Linked DNA regions of Capra hircus: region 2 is linked to region 1. Evidence: chromatin contacts called from public Hi-C data. All regions are on one chromosome and are shown on one strand. Each heading gives the region's core, a stretch centred on a gene start, on an enhancer-like site or on the middle of the called end of the contact. The rest is flanking DNA. Distances are from core to core; before and after follow the strand shown.

Evidence for each region. Hi-C and Micro-C count contacts between places; a contact is called where the count stands out from the background.
Region 2: a contact with region 1 is called in a Hi-C map of blood, with 2.7 times the contacts expected there. The contact joins two enhancer-like sites. A contact is called at or near these places in 3 of 5 Hi-C or Micro-C datasets (blood and liver).

Annotation. Positions count from the first base shown.
Region 1 is chr24:32,333,744-32,338,790 of ARS1.2, reverse strand. No RefSeq gene overlaps it. Among named protein-coding and RNA genes, the nearest start is that of HRH4, 220 kb to the left of the region's middle. Within about 2 kb of position 3,695, at least 1 of the 5 cell types and tissues checked has an H3K27ac peak or open chromatin away from gene starts, as enhancers often do.
Region 2 is chr24:32,425,137-32,430,288 of ARS1.2, reverse strand. No RefSeq gene overlaps it. Among named protein-coding and RNA genes, the nearest start is that of HRH4, 130 kb to the left of the region's middle. Within about 2 kb of position 2,853, at least 2 of the 5 cell types and tissues checked have an H3K27ac peak or open chromatin away from gene starts, as enhancers often do.

The DNA.
Region 1 (5,047 bases), core at 2,446-4,945:
ACCAGCCAAAAGAAGAGACGCATGGGGAGAAGTTTGGGAGGGTTCCAAACACCAGGCTTCCGTTGTCCTCAGGGATGTGTTATCTTCCTGGCACATCCGTGTGTAGCAATACGCAGAGTATTGCCAACCAGGGAGGCTCACCCAACCGTCAGTGTCAGAGTTTTAACTGAAGCGTCGTTACCCAGGCACGGCTGATTGGCCTCTGGCACGTGGTTGCACTTAATCTCCAACCCCCCTCCCCTCCCCAGAGGTCAGGCTGGTACCTCGGGGTTCAGGCACCAGTACTCCAATCACGTCTTTGGTCTTTCTGTGCCTGGGCAGCCCCTATCCTTAGCCATCTGTCAGCATAAGCTTTCAGGTGTGGTTGGAGAGACTCAGCAGAAATAACAAAGACGTTCCTATCACTGGGGAATCCCAAGGGTTTACAGGTTGTCTCCCGGGGAACTAGGGATAAAGATTGGCCCAGTTCTTTATTGCAATCAGACCCTAACACAGTGTCTTTCTGGCTGTGTGATTATCTGCCTCCCTGATTCCCTCATTGAGAGCAGAAAATATACTACCTTGTTCAACATCGTCTTGGCACTTGACCAAAATAGGTGCTCAGAAAATTGTTGCTGTATGACTGAGCAACCCACTGCTATGATTAGGCCAATTTTATTCTGGCATTGCCTCTAAACCATCACCAATGGGGACTGGTCAGCACTCTCAGGCCTGGTTAGTTACAGCCTCCCTCCCAGGCTTTGTTCCCCTCGTGCACTGCTTGCTTCCCGTTAGCCTGCTGATCTTCTTCTGTATCTCACGTCCATCCACACCGGCACTGTCCAGGCCAGTTGAAGGCAGAGTAATGGCTCCTCTGTACTGAGATTGATCTACTTAATGCAGTGTGGAAATTAACAAAGCCTCCATCAAACTGTGTTTCTGTAGCTCTCCCTTCTAGCTACTGCACCGATTCTTGCAAATCCTGGAACAGCATCACACTTCCTTTCTTAGATGCTGGCTCACAAGAAGCAGCCGGCTTTACTTGTTTTAATTTTTCTGCTGCTATGATATGGCTAGAGTGGGGGTGACCCATGGCAGAGGGATTTTGACAACCCTGACTTTAACGATATGAAAACTGCCTCCAGGCTAAGTTATGAAGCAGTCACTTTTTTAAGGCAAAAGTCTTTTTCTCTTTATGACTCAAAACACTTTTATTCTGTGTTTACCTTTTATGTTGCATCACTAACCATCTCACGCTTCTCAGGCGGTGCTAGCAGTAAAGAACCCACCTGCCAGTGCAGGAGGTACAAGAGACACGGGTTCGATCCCTGGGTGGGAAGCTCCCCTGGAGAAGGAAGTGGCAACCCACTCCAGTGTTCTTGCCTGGGAAATCCCACGGACAGAGGAGCCTGGCGGGCTGCAGTCCATGGGGTCACGAAGAGTTGGACGTGATTGAAACGACTTAGCATACATGCATGTATTAACTATTCCCTTGACTATGCCAAGTATGCCCTCCTACTGGCTGTGTGGGTCTGAGGTTTTATTTTCAACTCTTTCATGCCAACTGCTGTGTGAAATGAATATGGAGGCTAACGGTGGAAAATGGCGGAGGGGATGGACTTGGAGGAAGAGCGAAGTATCCCTCGGAGGGTATATAACAGAGAAGGAAGGACAGCTGGCAGCCGTGAATAGAAGGTGACTCTCCTGCTCCAGCGGTGACTCCTGGCGTGCTCCCTGATAAGAGCGTTGTTTCACAGGCAGTGAGATGGCATTAGCTTGCCAGCTCCAGAATACACATTCTTGGCCCTCGGCTTGCCCGTGAGTCTATGAGACGTTGGAGGAGCTGGTGGTAGGCAGAGGCAGGTTTGCTGGGGTAAAAGGAAGGTGTTTAATGAGCACTGGCCTTATTTGAGTAGGATACAAAGCAGCATCTCTGTGAAGAGTAAAGTGGTAGTCGCTCAGTCGTGTCTGACTCTTTGTGACCGCATGGACTGTAGCCTGCCAGGCTCCTCTGTCTATGCGATTCTCCAGGCAAGAATGCTGGAGTGGGTACCCATTCTCTCTTCCAGGGGATCTTCCTGACCCAGGGATCGAAGCCAGGTCTCCTGCATTGCAGGCAGATTCTTTATCATCTGAGCCACTGGGGAAGCCCAGATAGTGTAAAAATTGCTTAAATAGTCCACATCCTTTCCAGAAATCTGAGAAAATGAAAATAACCGAGATGTCCTTATCCTTATAAAACGTTGTAAAATATATGGAAAGGTCACTGCTTTTATCCAAGGTCATAAATGTTCAAAGCACAACTCGCGGAGAACCTGTGATGTGAAGGGACCACGGTGGTCCTTTTCTTCTCCTCACATCCCTTTCTCTGCCTTTTGTCCTTTGACACAGAACAATATGGATTCGGAGACAGTGGGAGAGGCTCGTGGCTTTTATAGGGAACATGCTTGTGGAGCAAGCCTGAAGGGATGACGGTTCTGTGAGAGAGGAGGCAAGGGGAGCCCGGGTTCCGTCTGGATCCAACCCCAGACAGGCAGGCTGGCTTGCCGTTGTGTGTGTGGAGTAACAGTGACATCCTGTGGCCGGTCTGCTTGCTCTGAGTGGCTCCTTTATAGATAAAGAAGACCATTTTGTCTGTGTTGAAAGGTGAGCCCCAGTGGCTCCCTCTTGAGATGATGCATAGACGAGGGGAGGGCACAATTTCCGGTGCCCCCATCTCAGTTGCTGGCTCTGATTCAGGTGGGGGAGATTCTCGGGACAGAGCTCATGTCTGACTTTATGCTTGATCAATTTAAATGTTACCATTTGAGTGCTAGCGGGCCATAATAATAACCATGAGAACAGTGTGAGAAAATAGCGACAAGGAGGACAAGCACTTTGCCTCTTTCTAAGACATCCCGGGGGATTAATGCAGAATAATCTGTAACTTTAAAGTGCCTAAATTGCTTGACATTTAGCTTTTTTTTTTTAAGAAAGTTTTGGATGAAATAACTTTATTTTGACCTTACTTGGAGAGAAGAGGGCTGGGAAGAAAACAACCGTGATCTTGTTACTCTAACCTCCCTAGATAATTAGGTCTTGGGAACCAGGCCAGCCTGTGCTCACAGGGATCTGGGGTACTTTGTTTCCAAGCCTGCCCCGTGAAGCCTCCTGCAGTGTTGAAGGGAGGGGGACCCCACCCCGGGGAACACCTGGCTTTGGGTGCAATGGAGGCGGCTAGTGTGAATCTTCAGGGCTCTGACCAGGCCCTGGTGTGAGCTGAACAAACTTGTTCACTGCAGGGATGCCCAGCGCCTCATGTTTTCTATGGAGGTCGGCTGCTACTCCAAGACACCCTCAACTCAGCTCTTTGCTCAGGGTCCCCATGGTACCTGCTCAGGGAACCAGGCAAAGGGCGCCAGGAAGGAAAGGGTTTGTGTTCTGGAGGATGCAGGCTGGCTTCTGCTCACCAGCTCTGTGACCCTGGCAGGCTCCTTACTTCCTGGACTTGCACTTCTCTCAACTGCAAGAAGGAGTTAGAGATAAGCACCCACTTCTTGAGGGGCAGAGATGAGTATGTGGGATAAGGCAGGGTGATCACCTGTGGACAGAGCCTGGGACACAGTTCGAACCCAAGTGGGGAGCTGCTGGGTGGTTGTCAAGCCTGTGCCTGGGCTGGAGGCATGTTGGTAGGAGGCTCCCTGGCCCCCCTCACCGAGAATCAGCCGGAGGCCCTGCCGCTGTGCAGGGCTGCAGGTTTGGGTTGAGGGCAAGAGAGACGGAGAGGTGTGTGTGGCAGCTGGGTGGGATATGTGTGTACGCGCATGATATGCGTGTATGTGTGTGTGCCGTGGTATGCGTGTATAAGGGATGTGTGAGATATGTGTTTTTGTGTGCATATGTGGTGTGGTGCACGTGTATATGGTATGTACGAGGTACACGTTTTTGTGTGTATATGTGGTAGTGTGCATGCGTGGTGTATTTTTTTCTGTATATGTGATATGGTTTGTGTGTGTGGTATGTGGGATATGTGTGTGCTGTGGGTGTATATGTGTATGTGATGTATCTGTTTTTTGTGTATGTGATATGGTGTGTGCTTTGTGTCCATGTGTGGTATGTGTATGTGTGGTATATATACACGGTCAGTTCAGTCACCAAGTCATGTCCAAATCGTTGCGACCCCATGGACCGCAGCACACCAGGCTTCCCTGTCCATCACCAAGTCCCGGAGCTTGCTCAAACTCATGTCCATTGAGTCGATGATGCCATCCAACCATCTCATCCTCTGTCATCCCCTTCTCCTCCCGCCTTCAATCTTTCCTAGCATCAGGGTCTTTTCCAGTGAGTCAGTTCTTCGCATCGGGTGGCCAAAGTATTGGAGCTTCAGCTTCAGCATCAGGCCATGGTAGTGTGTGTATATGTTTGTGTGGTGTGTGTGTATGTGTGAGGTCTGTGTGTGTGGTGTGGTATGTACATGTGGTGTGGTGTGTGTGTGATGTGTGGTGTGTATATATGGTGGTGTGTATTTATGGTGTGGTATGTATATATGTAGAGCATATGGTGTGTGTCTGGTGTGGTATGTATAAGTGTGTGGTGTGCATAGATGGTATGGTGTGGGTATGTGGGTGTGTGGTATGTGTGTGCCTGTCATGAGCCCGTCTTGCAGCAGCTTGGCGTGGGCAGTTTGCACAGTGGAGTGAGACGTGAGCACTGCCCAGAGGCCATCTACAATACTTAGGGTGGGAAAAGGAGAAACAGAGGGAAGGAGCAGGGGTGAAGAAGCCAAGAAAATGCCAATAAAGGAAGAAAATGGAGAGGATTAGTGCAAAGCAAGACTTTCAGTATCAAGTATTCTCCTAGGCCATTTTAAAGTTCTCCAAAATCATGATAACTTAATTCCTATGTCAATAACTGTTTCATATACTTTTTGTCTAGTGGCAGAAAAGAGGGCAAGGCCAAGTTTCTTCCCACAGGGTAGAATCTTGCATTTTTAGTCCTTAGGTGACTTAACTGAGAGCATGAAAGGGATGGCTCGAAGCTATTCGAATCTCTGTCCTGGCTGATCAGCCAATTGTGGGGGAAAAAAGTG
Region 2 (5,152 bases), core at 1,604-4,103, 92 kb before region 1:
AGGTTTGCTGGTCCTCTTTGAGAAATGAAGGATGGGACCACATGCATTGATATATATGTGTTGTGTGTCGGGCCCAGAGCTAGGCTTGACATAATTTCATCGCCTAGGTAGTTAGTCCTCCCTTTTTACAGAAGAGGAAATGGAGGCTCTGAGAAGTTAAATGTCATGCTCATGTCTTCACAGCCCGGAAGTGACGGGCCTCTTATTTGAACCCACTCTTCATTCACAACGTTGCTCAGTCTCTTGTTTAGGGCTTGACAACCCTTGACAGCACGGTCCCAGAAAGTGCTATGATAAGTCACCCTGTTCAGAGGCTGCCTCACAGATGCCTGCTGCCCTCGGGGGTACCTGCAAGTCTCTGCTGCGCAGGCAGGGGGCGGGGCTGATCCAGGACAGAGCGGCAGGCTGGTCAAGTTCCTCGTTTTCTTAACCCCTCTCTCACCCTCCATTTCCTTTTCAGTGGCTTCCCTGGTGGCTCAGACGAGAAGGAATCTGCCTGTAATGCAGAAGACCTGAGTTTGATCCCTGGGTTGGGAAGATCCCCTGGAGAAGGGAATGGCAACCGACTCCAGTATTCTTGCCTGGAGAATCCCCATGGACAGAGGAGCCTGGTGGTCTACTGTTCATGAGGTCACACAGAGTCAGACACGACTGAGCGACTAACACTTGAGAGGTCTAGCATCCTGGCACAATGGGGAGTCTGAACTTGAGATGGAGCCCCAGCTCTGCAGCCAACTGTGAGATTTCAGGCAAGCCTGTTTCATCTGTAAAGATGGTACCAGCAGGGTCTCTCATACATGAGAAGTAGAAGTTCTAGCTACAGAACCTGGAGTACAAAGCAGAAACTCACCGCGTGGGACTCACTTTTTCTCAGGTTCATTCCTTCCTGCCTTGCTTCACAATCTTGTCCTCTCTTCCCACAGCAGCACTTCTGGCCAAGGCTTCATCTCCATGACTCTCCCTTCATATTGCTTATTTTTCCAGAGACATTTGTGACCATTTGAAGTGGAGTGGGCAGCTTCCTTTAGGAGCATCATTGCATTTAAAAGGGATATTATAAATAATAAATATAAATAATACCAGAAATATAAATAATACCAGACCAAAGAATAACTCTAATTCTGACATGGCGAATGGTGGTTTAATGAAGATGTTTGTGGGCAGATGGACTTTGGCTGATTCCTTTGATGAGCCTTTGATGCTGGTTCAGCACGGGATCCATCCTGTCATCTGTACTTGGCTCCACATGTGAGAGTGCTGATGGAAGTTCAGGAAACATAACTAAGGAACCATTTAAAACCTGGAGCCCATTTTACCCTGCTTTTATACGTTCTTAGCTATTGGGTTTATTGTATGGTATGTATGCATGATGCTGAATGTATCCGTCATGGTATTACCAGGGAGCTTCAGATACTAATAAGACTGAGGTCATCAAACTAGAAGACTGCCAAAATGGCAGTTCATTTCTCAGGAAAATGTCATGTCCTTACCAGGTGCTGATATCTTGTAGCTAACTGCTCACTTTATCTGCCTGAGTGGTTATTAGGGCCAAATTGCAATGCATGGTTCTTCAGCAATTATTGTGTTTGGGCACATAATGATGAATCTCCAAAAGTGTACATCTTACTGTGAGACCAACCAATCTTTAAACCCATAGACTTCAGCTCAATTTCTTTTAACTAGTAAGCAAATAGTGAGCTTTTTTTTTTTTTTGATGTGTGTGTGTGTGTAATCACTCTTAAACTAAACACAAATGCCTGGAATTGCTTTGGGAAATTAATCACACACACAGGTGCGTGCACACACAAAATACTACTAAAGGTTACAATCTCTGGCTTTTCTTGATGGAGAGTCTTAAAACTGAGACTTTAGCGATGATCAAATCTGAATTCTTCACTTTAGAGTAAAGAAAGTGAGGTCTGGAGAGGGGAAGAAAAGCCTGAGTTAGGTCAGCTGCATATGAAAGTCAGGATAAGAATGCAGGTCTTCTCATTCCTTGTCCAAGGGCTCATAAGTTCATCCTTCCTCCCTTCCTTTCCTCCTGCCTGGATCCCTGCTTCCTTCCCTCCCAAGTTCAATTTTCTAGCAATCTTCCTCCCCTAACCACACACCTCACTTTCTTCAGCTCTCTGCTCAGCTGTCTCCATATGAGTCAGGTCTTCTCTGAGCACCCAACACAAAGCTTTGTTTTCTGAGCACCCAGCACGTCACGGCTTAATTGCGTGACTGCTCTAGCTAGAATGGAAGCTCCAACTAGAACGTAGGCTTCATGTTGCTTTGCTCACTGTAAAACCTACAGCACCCACAACAGTACCTGGTACACGGTAGGTGCTCAATAAATACCTGCTGAGTCAATGGATGAGCATCTCCGAATGACAGGTGGAGGCTGCAGACGCGGGAGTGAGCAAATGCTCCTTCATGTGCCCTCAGGAGCACTCAGCTTCGTGGAGGAGGAAGCTTGCATTAGTCATTACCCATCTATGATAAATTTTACAGAAGGTTTCCCAGGGGCCACCGGAGCACAAAACAGAGAGTCTCAACCTGGTGCTGGTGGGGAGGCTTACGACAGTTGTGGGGGAAGACCACGCCCACATCAGGTGTCAGAATTCCTGAGGTGGAATGATGAATGAATGAGTCATTCTTACGCTGTAGAATGTATTCATCCCCAGTCATGTTTCAGTGATTTGTCAAATGAACTCCGTTTGGTTGCCTCGGGGCTGGTTTCAGCTCTGAATAGGCTGTGCCTGGTGAAGAGTTAGTTGGTCACGGGGTGATCCCTTAGATAAGATTGCGTTAGAGACACGGACCACTTGTGCCTGTCCTAAGCCTGGGAATCTGTGCGCCATTCGCGGAATGATTTTTGAATGAGTTTATTCTGAGGGAAGGCAGAACTGGATTGATATCTCCCTGGGGGAAATTCAGAGTTGGGAGAGAAGGCGAGTTAGCTCCCAGCGTGGCCACATGATGTCGCTGTTGCTTAAAAATGTAGAAGAACGAAGTCCTATCTTTTGTGAAGACCAGTTTGTGAAAGAAGTTTCAGGAACGCGGAAAACTGTTCCAGTAAGAGAAACATATCTACGCACTTAAAGGACATTTATAATAGCTGATTAACTTTGCTGTACAGCGGAAGCTAGCACAACATTTAACGCAACTATACTCCAATAAAAATAAAGACATTTATAAACATAACAACACCTGGTCAGTTCCCCAAGGCTACTGTTTTGTGCCCTTTATTTATAAGTCACTGTTTAATTTTATTTATTTATTTTTATTAATTTTTACTTTATTCAGCAATATCAAATCTATCTTGGTCATACTGCGTGATTTCTTCTGAAGTCAAAGCACTCATATGTCTAATAGCTTATATGCCCTCAAAGGATTTTAATGTTTCATTGAAACATCATGGAGCAGAAGAGTAAAGATGATGTGCTGTGCATGGAGATGTATGATGACCTTGGATTTCTGTACCTGAGGTCATCTCTGAAAACAATCACCTGTTAACATAGGTTCCATCTTTCTCCATTTCCCAAATCAACATGGTTTACTTAAAATTTGTCCATGGTCTGTTTTTTTTACTTTCCCACTCATCATTCTTCCCTTTTGTTTCTTAGAGAATCTCTATCATTTTATCATTTTAATGATTTGTTTTTTTTGAAAGTTCATTCATTCCTCAAACCTTTCAGGGGAGTACCTTGTTGTGAGTGAGATCCCATTCCAGGTACTGCAGAAGACAGAAAGTGGATGAGCATATTATCTTCCTATGTAAGGCCCTTCAAATCTCGTAAGGTTGTAGGAGTAGCTCCCAGGAATTGTAAGCTGAATGGTTCAGGCATGTCTTCCTACACCTCAGACCTTGTGCCAAGCTCTTTACTTGTATCTCATTTACATCTCACGACACCTCTTGTTAACTCCGTTTTACCAATAGGAAAACCGAGGTTTAGGGAGATTTAGGAGAATTTCATTAATAATTTACCTAAGGCTAAACAGCTATGTATACTGGAGCTGAGATTTAAATCCGGGGACATTTGTCCACAGAGCCTGAATTATGCTTTACAGACTTTCGGTAATATTAGGCACAATGAGGTAAATATTTAAAAAAACCCAGAGATTCAAAGTGCTATGGAAATTCCTATCTGGAGAAGTTCCGTGGAAAAAGTTGCTTTGAGACTGGCTTGGAAGGATGAAGTTCTTGGTCATGATATCTTTACAAGATAAACCGGCAGAGGGGTCTCGGTTCCACACGTTGACTCAGAGACCCAGGCTGGAAGGCCCCCCACTCCCCACCCTGTGTGTAGCTGCATCCTCTAAAATGTAAGCAGAAGAGAGTTTACACGAGGGTTTTATTACATTTGCCTGGTTGCAAGTCACATCATTCTGCCCTCATCTCATTGGTCAGAACTAGTCACCTGGTCCTGCTTAACCACTGGAGGGCTGGGGAAAAATAGGCAAGACAGAATATTGGTGAATGAATATTCTCTCTTCTCCACTATTGTGCTGCCTCCTTAGAAGACATGCGTTGTTATCCAGATTTAACCAGGGGATAGACTTGGACACAGAAAGGTGAACTGACTCACTCAAGATTCCACGATCACCTTGGTCATAGCTACCAAGAGAAGGTGGAATAGGCAACTGTTGATGTAACTTTAAGAGCCTCCACTTTCTTTTCCCATGTCTTTCTTTCCTTGAATGGTTGGCTGAAAGTTGTAGGAATTCTACAATTTTGAATACTTTTCTTTGACTTAAGCCCTGCCTGGATCCTTTGAAAATTAAAATAGTTTCTAGAGAAATAGCCTCTTACTCAGTTCTCTTGGAATGAAGGGCTTAGGAGAGGGGCAAGTTTTCTGGTATGAATAAACAAGGAAGCAAGCAAATAAGATTTGAAAATGACACTCATTCTCATCTCAAGCTCGGTATTCTCAGCGCTTTCCAGTGGAAGATCAGTTTATAGGAGGGCATATTTCTCTTCTCCACCGGGGGTGCCTCTATACAAACCTATCAGCAGTGCTGTGAAAGACAGTCTAATGACCGGCCCATTGTTGTCTACAGTGAATGGAGCATTTGCTTGTTTCAAGTGACATACTAGGTAACTCTCTTCCAAACAGCAAGGCGCTTACCCAAGTGAAAAAAAAAAAAAAAAAGAAAGGGACAGCCA